Linked DNA regions of Rattus norvegicus: region 2 is linked to region 1. A link is a contact called in public HiChIP or PLAC-seq data. All regions are on one chromosome and are shown on one strand. Each heading gives the region's core, a stretch centred on a gene start, on an enhancer-like site or on the middle of the called end of the contact. The rest is flanking DNA. Distances are from core to core; before and after follow the strand shown.

Region 1 (4,794 bases), core at 631-3,130:
TCACACTTCTGTTCCTCACAGACCTACAATCAGAGTGGGATAGGGTCCGAGAGGACAGTGAAAAAAATAGTATCAGAAACAGAGGGAAAGGGGGGGGGGAAGGCATAACCCGTAGTAACAAAAAGCATTTGTGTGTGTGTGTGTGTGTGTGTGTGTGTGTGTGTGTAGGGGGAGGGGGAAGAGTAGAAAGGATAGTAAGAATAAAGGTGAGAACTCTGGGGTAAATCCGAAGAGCCTTTGGGGCTCGGGTATTCTGACAAGGCTGAGAAAGGTGATGAACTAAAGCCTCCACAAACCCCAAGGCAAAGCCCAGAGCCGCCGCCGCCTGCCGCTCCTTCTGGCTCACTTCTCAGCATTCTAACTCACTCTCTTTTTTGGATTTCGTCATCTTTTCAAAAAATCAATAAAAATATTCTGGAAGCTCCGAGAGTCTACTTCTTGGTCTCATTCGGATCCCCAGATCCTATTCTACCATTCCCGACAATTGAAAAAAATATCCAGGGTGGTCTCGGCGGCCCAGGGGCCGCTGTTTGGTGGGTGGGTGGAGAAGAGAGGGGGAGGGAAGAGGAGGAAGCGCGCCTCAGCCGCCACAGTTGGAGTCGGAGCAGGGGGGACAGTTTCAAAAAATTATTAAAAATCGAGGAAAAAGTCTAGAAACGTTCTATGGACCTGAAAACCCCAGAGACATTCCAGGCTGCTGGAATAGAGGTTTCGGATGTCCGTAAGGTCCGTATCTCCACCCCAGGGGCTCTGGATCACAGTGGGGAAACTTGCAGAGTGTTCGGCTGCGGCCCACAGGGCAGTAGCTAGGAAGACTGTGCCCCGCTGGGGGTTGGGTGAGACGAAACCAGGGAACCCCCTTAAGGAGGCATGCGGGACTCTGACTTCTCATTTGGGGGTGCCCCCTAGCCCGCTCTACACACCTCCTCCCCCGCTTCCTACCCCACCCAAATCTGCGCGCTGAAGAAGCAGCCAAACTGTAAGTAACCTTGGTGAACTGAGGGCTGGGAAAGAGGGCACGGCCAGAAAGAGATGGCCCAGGATCGTGGGGTGCGGGGGGGCAGGGGAGTCGGCGAATATTGCCAGTCCTTGTAATTGGTGTTTGCAAAGCAACATGGCGAAACCACCGCAGGTCCAGAGCTGTGCATACGTGGGCACCCTGCTCTCTCGGCAAAGATTGCAAGCGAGGCTAAAGCAGCGGTTCTTTCAGATTCCCCTAAACGCACGTTTGTTTTTTTTTTTTTTTCCAGTGTGACTTCCGGGGCTCTCCTGAATTCCCTGTTTCTCCCCCACCCCCACCTCCCGCCAAAGTGCCAACGCGGAGTCCTTACCACACGCAGGGGACCTAAGACTCGGACGGTTTGCCCCAACCTTGGAAGTGGGGGGGGGTCTTTAAATGTTTGTATGGATTGTTAGGTCTCAACACCCTCACGGAAGGCAGCCTTCCACACCACAGGTCAGAAATGGGGATGGGAAGACGAAGAAGCCACATGCAGGCACACGCGCGCGGGATGCCACCCCCGGGGTGGGGGGGAGACATCTTCGCCTCACCCACGTTTTCCTCCACTAGTTAATCTAGCAAGGGACAGGATTAGCGTCTCGCCCAAGGGTGCGGGGCTACCTCGCGCACGAGCTCCCGGAGGCCCGCGCAGGGGTAGTCCTCTCGCAGTTTGTCGCCCGCACACCTACCTCTAGCATCCAGGTAGCCACCATCCTGCGCATGTACGGCTGGATGTCCTTCTGCACGCACTTGAAATAGGAACACTGCGGGAGGTAGCGCTCCTCGATAGTCAACAGGTTCTGCAGGACGCGGTCTTCCAGCAGGTTGCGGTCCGGCACGGCCCTGCGGACCGGGTCCACCTCACAGCACAGCAGCTCCATAGCTAGCCGGTCACCACTCGGTCCCGACTGTAAAATTTTATTATTATTTTTTTTGGAGGTGGGAGGTGCTTCCCTTACCTCCTTCCTTTGGCTGAATGCGAGATTTGGGAGAGGAAAGAAATGGCAAAGAGAGAGGGAGAGAGGGAGAGAAGAGTGGAAGGTGGGCGAGCAGAGCCTCAAGGGCTGCCTGACTCGCACCAATCCTTCCCTCTGAACTGCTTCGCTCTCTTCAGCTCGCTCTCCTCTCTCTGAGGCAGTGACGCAAGCTGGAAGGGCAGTTAGATCTCCTCCCCCTCTCAGGTTCCTCCTCCCCCTTTCCTCCCCTCTCCTGGCGTCCCTCCCCTCCTTTCAATCTTTCCCTCCCTCTTTCCCTTTTCTCCCCCCCCCCTTGTTATTAAGGAGCACAGCAGCTGGCCTGACCAAACTTCAAACACGATTCCCCGCTCCCCACCCCCAACCCCTCTCCCTAGTTCTCCTAGTATCCAGCCCCGCATGCTAGGGGCCCCGGATAGGGGAACCCTCAAAACCCACGGATTCCTATTGATTCTCTATCCTTTCTGACATTCTGTAGGCATACCATGGGGGAATGGGGGGGGTGCACTTAACTTCGGAGGCTTGCAATACGATCAGGAAAATAGCCCACTATTCAAGATTCAGGTAGATTGATTTAACATGTGGATGAACTCCCATAACGTAAAAGTAGACCCCTGAAGGAAGAATAAGGGAAGGCTGATTTGAGAAAATTACAACTTCGCAAACTTAGGGACAAAGGTTATTCCCCTGAGGCTTAGACTCCTGATAACTTTCAAGCTGTTTTTCGGTCCCCGAGCCACGTGCGTGGAAAGGAAGAGGAGGAAGGCGTGGATGTTGGAGGAAAGGGGTGCTTCTCAAGCCTGGTAGAATATGACCCTCGTGCGGAAACTTTCCTGTTCTTGGGGGCGCCATTGGACAACGCGGCCAGTCGCTCAGGGCCGCTGCAGGCCGGGGGGCAGGGCTAGCAGCGGTTCCTCTGCGGGCCTCGGCCACGCAGGAAAAGCCCGCTTCCTCGCCCCTGCATCTGCTGACAAGCCGCCCTAGGTGTCTGCACGGAGCGTGGCCACACTGATACAGCTTTCTAGGAAATGGCTCGGGAGGGGCCAGGGAGGGGGAGAGGGAGGGTTTAGGTTTGGCTCTCTTTGCGCCAGCATGGCCACCCTTCCTCCTCCCCCCCGCACCCCCCTCCCCGGGACTCCAGAGTCCTGCACCCTTCAATCCCCGACCCCGCGGGGGTTCGCGCCTCATTTTTCCGCCTGGATTTTGGGTCGGCTCTGACATGTGCTTTAAAGCATCCTGTGGTCAAGACTGTTTACAGAGGGGGACACGTTGGCGTTTCCTCACCTCCTTCCTGCTCCCACCCTGCCTTTAACTGTATTCCACTTGGGGAGGAAGGGGCGAGGACCCCAGCGCCCCCCGCATGGTGGCCACGCTGGCACGTGCAGTGCAGATAGCATGGCGTGAGTTGCACCTCTCTGGGCACACAGAGGGCCACTGAGACCCTCCTTTCTTAAGAACCAGGGCCCAACAGGGACGCCTAAGGCTAGCGGAGGCTGGGGGTGGGGGGCGCTGGCATGCTGTGGGAGCAACACCCGTGGGCTCTCGGAAAGGCCGGGGAGGGGAGGCAATAAAGGCGAGGTGCAAGCGATTAACTGCGGCCCTGAGCCAGCCCCTTTAAACGAGGGTGGGGCGGAAGGGGTGGGCGGGAGGAGGGGATATCACTTTAAAAGGGTGAGTAAGAGTTTGGGGCGCCGTCTCCCCTCCCTCTATTTGCATAGCCAATAGCTCTGGGGCTCCTGCTACTGCGCGCTGATTGTTACCGGGCAGATTACTTTTTTTTTTTTTTTTTCCAGTAGGACGCCTTCCCCGCTACATCAAAAGGAAACCCGGGGAGGGCGGAGGGAGAGCAGGGACCCGGGCGGGCTAGCCCGGCACAGGGGCCCGGGCTCCTCGGACCCTATCAATGGCAGCGGGAATTAGTATCCAATCTACTGCATGTAAAGAAAGGGGAGGGAAGGGGCGGGCGAGGAAAATGTCTAATTGCAATGGGAGCCATTAGCTTTCGGAGGTGGGGGGAACTCATTGAAAAACCCAAGTTGCAAATTTAAGACGAAGCAGTCCTGCGCCCAAGAGGATGCTTGTTTAGTGCTCTCTGTCCACCACCTGTTGGTTTTAATCAAGATGGGCTTCCCGAACAGAGGTTTTGGTGTTATCCTGCACAAATATGTGAATTTACCCTTTAAGACTTCATAAAGAAATGACTCAAAACTTCCCCAAGGCCACCTCGGAGGAGCAGATCTGACACCGCTCCTACACAGGAGCGCAAAATACGGGGCGTCAGAAATGTACTGAGGTATCCATCTACCCCAACAGAGGAGCTTGGGGGGGGGGGTGGCATACGGTCTTTCCACACCACTCGAAGGCTAGCCACGCAGTCTCCTCATGTCCAGTGAAGACAGCATCCGGAGCTCAGGGGCGGAGAAGAGGCGGGTGGTCGTCGGGGCTAGCCCACCCGGAGGACAAATTCTGGGTGGCAGGTCCTCCCAGAGCCAGCGAGGGCCCCTCGCCTCTTCCATCCCCCACTCTTGGCTTTGCAGTGAAATTCCAGCGGGGAGGGGATTCTGGGGGTGGGAGAGGTGGCCTGTGGCAGGGAGGGCCGGGGAGGAGGGGAGGAGAGGGTCGCGGGACGGAGGCCCCAACGTCTGGAGACTGGAAAGTTAGAGCGCTTCCCGCAGCAGAGGCTCTCGGCCTCAGCTCCTCCATTCTCCTCCCCCTCCTACTAATGAGGGTTCCCAAAGGTGAACCTCGCTTTGAATCCGTCCCTAGCACGTGGGGTGCGGCGTGAGAGGGTGCGGAGGTTGGCAGCTTGTCTCTTGAGAG
Region 2 (4,099 bases), core at 350-2,849, 120 kb after region 1:
CCATTAAGGTGAGGTGGCCTATTTTCTGGAGGAACCTCTTGGCAGGGAACTTGAGGGATGGTGCCACCTCCCCGCTTCTGTTCAACCTGATGAAGAATAACCCTGGATGGAAAAACATAAATATAACTCTCCTCGTTGCCCCTCTGTCTGTCTGTCTGTCTGTCTACCTGTGCACGCACATACATGTCCATCCAATCCATGTACGGAAACCCGAGATCTGAAGTAGCTTGTCAGGAATAAATAGTTTCTCCTCCTTATTGTTCGAGACAGTTTCTGTCACTGAGCCTGAAGCTCACTGGTTCATCTGCACTGGCTGGTCACCAAGCCTCAGGATCCACCTGTCTCTACCCCACCCTCTAACATCGGGGTCACCCCATTTCTGTGTTGGGTGCTGGGATGGGAACATGGATCCTCATGCTTGTGCAAGAAGCATCACCTGCTGAGCCATTGCCCCAGATCTCCAAAATAGCGCTTGAAGTTGTCTTGAGCAGCACAACAGATAGCACTCTAGAAATTCCTGACATCAGAAGGCCATCGGATCATCAGTGGGCCGAAGTTATTAGTACTCATCAAAGCCCTTCCCACACTCCCTGAGAGGCCGTCATGAGTAAGAATTGTCATAAAGACGCAGGATCAGCAAAGACTGAGGTTTTCTGGGGCGTCAATAAGGGACGTGGCCTATAGGTGGGGAAAGTACCTCAGTGCCCTGCCACCTGCTGTGCCCAGCAAGGGCCCTTGGCTGTGGTGGCAGGTGCACCACCTTCAAAGCTGCTGTGAGGTCATGGACGTTCACTAAGCATTTCTTGACTGAGATCCAAGAGACAAATATTGGGGTGTCTGGGAGTTTCACATCCCCTGCTCTCTCCCGTGAACCCTTTCGAGGACTTTGGATAAATCATGCTCCTGTCCTCATCCAAATGGCTGCAGTGACTCTGGGAGCGAGTGCAGCTGAGCAGGTGCTTGGCTGTTTGTGTTGGGCTTCCCAGAGCCCTGCAGGGTCATGAACTTTTACCCAGGGGAAGGCCTATGTTTAGCGTCAGATGGTTCCATTGGGTCAAACCTCTACCTCCTTCACAGCTGAGCAGCTCCTAGGGGCTAATTTTACCACCCCAAGCCGGAGGGGCTGGAATAGAGGGCTGCTAGGAGAGAGAGAGACAGAGACAGAGACAGAGAGACAGAGAGAGGAGAGACAGAGAGACAGACAGAGACTCAGCTAAAAGAGAGCTTGCAGGCTTGAGGAAGTGGGATGCTGCTTTTTGCATGAATCTATCTTTTTTTTTTTTTTTTCGTTTTTTTGGCAAACCACAGACCAGCTACACATTTTTTGGCAGTTTCCTGAGGATAAGCTTCGTATTTTGAGACAGGAGAAAAAAAAAGGAAGAGTGGGAGTCTGGGAAGAGATGAGACAGAAAGTAGTTGTTCGCTCTCCCATGAGCGGACAGCACACACACACACACACACACACACACACACACACACACACACACACACACACACACACGACTCCTGGCAATAAGGAAGTGAGAGTAGATCTTTTTCATGAATGGGCTCAGCTCAGTCTTGCTGAACTTCCGCTCTCCCATTCACCAGCATTCAAATTTCACCTTCTGACCATCCAAGACAGCTGGCTGCCGGCCCAGGCGCTGGGAGCTGTTTGAGATCATCCTCCTGCCCACAGGAAACTGGGCGCTAACAAGAACCTTCCTTCCTGAGCTGCCGAATCCAAAGTGACCGGGATGTTTCCGGAATACCGACCTGAGGGGCACTGGCCGCTGGACGCCCCTGGACGGTCCCTCCCCGCACCGCCCCCCTCCCCCCCCACTTTCCCCAGGACTTTGCTCATCTCTGGGGAAGCTCAGAAATTCCAGCATGCTCCTGGAGGAAACGCTTCTGCAGGCAACTGTGAAGGGCGCTGACTCTCTGGGTCCCTTCATGCCTGCCTTGCAATTAAGCCAGGGGAAATGACAGCTAACATTCTGAATGGGACACCTCCCGGCCCATCCCGTGGGGCACTGGGGCAGTTCACTGTGTTGTGGCCTGCCGGTGTACCCCTCTTTTTCATCAGCTGGGAGCTGCACAAAAAGCAGGTAGCTATGGGCACTTGGGTCCCTGGAAATCTCCCTGAGGATTTATTGCAAGGGTTGCCTGTATGTCCATGCAGTGGGAAAGCCGCCTGGAGGGCCTTGTCTTATTTTGCGGGTCCTCAGTCTTCTATTTTTTGAAGGGACGATCACAAAACACTCCCCCAGCAGAGTTACTACAAACACTAAATGACCCAAAGAAAAAGACTCGGTTTCTTTTTCTTTTTTTTTTTTTTATTAACTTGAGTGTTTCTTATTTACATTTCGAGTGTTATTCCCTTTCCCGGTTTCCAAGCAAACATCCCCCTAATCCCTCCCCCTCCCCTTCTTTATGGGTGTTCCCCTCCCCACCCTCCCCCCATTACTGCCCTCCCCCAACAATCACGTTCACTGGGGGTTCAGTCTTAGCAGGACCAAGGGCTTCCCCTACCACTGGTGATCTTACTAGAATATTCGTTGCTACCTATGAGGTCAGAGTCCAGGGTCAGTCCATGTATAGTCTTTAGGTAGTGGCTTAGTCCCTGGAAGCTCTGGTTGATTGGCATTGTTGTTCATAAGGGGTATCGAGCTCCTTCAAGCTCTTCGAGTAAAGACTCGGTTTCTAAGGCAGAGCGATGCTGGCCACCAGCAGAGCGGTTGCCAATATTGAGAGAGAATGATGGCTTTCAGCAGTGGTGGGTGTTATAGATGCATGGCCAGAAGGGGGCGTGTTGGTTACCTTTCTGCTGCTATGACAAAATGCCCTGACAAAAGCAATTTAAGGAAGGAAGGATTGGTTGCAGTGTACAACCAATCCATCAGGGCGGGGAAGTGGGAAACTTGGGCCAAGTGATCACATCACACCCCCAAAGTCAGAGAACAGAAAGCCAGGTGGATGAATGCTGTGTTTGGCTTGATGTCTCCTTTTTATTCAGCCCAGGACCCAGACCAGGGAATGGTTGACACCCACCCTCAACTTCCCACCTCAACTTGATGAAGAACATGCCTCACAGTCAGGCGAAGAGGCTCGCCTAATCTATGTCATCCCTCACAGGTGTGCCTAGAGGCTTGCTTCCTCTGGGATTTCAGAGTCTGTCAAAATGACCATCGTCACAGGAGGAAGACAGTGAACAGGCGAGGCAGACATGACCTTTGACTTGGAAACAAAGAAAGACTGGATCCAGTCTTTGGGAAGACTCTTGGTCTAGAAGAAGGGAACATTCTGAAGGTCTTCTCAGCCATGCCCCTGCCTCCTGGTTGTAACACACGAGAGTCTAGGAATGTCTAGAATTCATCTAACATTGCTCTGCCTTAGAAATGGAATATCTTGCTTTGGGTCATTTAATGTTTGCAGTAACTCTGCTGGGGAGTGTTTTATGATCATCCCTTTAAAAAGTAGAAGACTGAGGACCAGCAAAGTAAGAAAGGTGCAAAGACACTGGGGCAGCATGAGGGTTTTCTCCATTCCCTGCCTTCTCTTCTGTAGCCCCTCGTAGTGGACAATGAAGGGGACACCAGGTTCTTGTCCCCTCCTGAATGCTTCATTTCTTATGCAGATTCCTTGGCCCTCACATAGATACTCCTATATACTTGTGCCTGACAGTGCTTGGACCAGGAGGCAGGGGCATGGCTGAGAAGACCTTCAGGATGCTTCCCTACTTACAGACCAGGAGTCTTCCCAAAGGCTGGATCCAAGGCAGAGAGCTGGGGCACTGCCTTTCTGTGAATGGACTTGGAAATATCTATCAGGAGCTTTGCTTGATCATGCTACTCATAGCAAAGGAGCGGCGAACATGGTACTGGCTTCTAAGAGTTTGTGGCTGCTGGAGCCACCTTTGTCCCTGGGCCCACCTTCAGTACAGAGAGGCTAGGAGCAGAAACCACTGCTGGAGGGAGGAGCTCAGGAGAGGTTGGTGGACTTGTCCCCCCCCCCCCTTTCCCTTCTCTCCTTTTCTTTCTTCATTCCTCCACCCCCCTCCTTTCTTTTCTTCCATTCTACCTCCCTTCCTCCTTTCCTTCCTTTTCAGGGTCACCCTTTG

The links. HiChIP or PLAC-seq counts read pairs in DNA pulled down with a chosen protein or histone mark.
Region 2: a contact with region 1 is called in an H3K27ac HiChIP or PLAC-seq map of oligodendrocytes, with 7 times the contacts expected there. The contact joins the enhancer-like site here to the promoter of Ccnd2 in region 1. A contact is called at or near these places in 5 of 12 Hi-C or Micro-C datasets (the Rat2 cell line, Schwann cells, liver and 1 more) and 1 of 1 datasets of contacts at active chromatin or transcription factors (oligodendrocytes).

What each region holds. Positions count from the first base shown.
Region 1 is chr4:161,673,542-161,678,335 of GRCr8, forward strand. It overlaps Ccnd2 (cyclin D2), which reads right to left and starts at 1,881. Exons shown (of 5, transcript NM_022267.2): 1 at 1,690-1,881; 2 at 1-23. The coding sequence starts at 1,881.
Region 2 is chr4:161,794,527-161,798,625 of GRCr8, forward strand. No RefSeq gene overlaps it. Among named protein-coding and RNA genes, the nearest start is that of Ccnd2, 120 kb to the left of the region's middle. Within about 2 kb of position 1,600, at least 16 of the 93 cell types and tissues checked have an H3K27ac peak or open chromatin away from gene starts, as enhancers often do.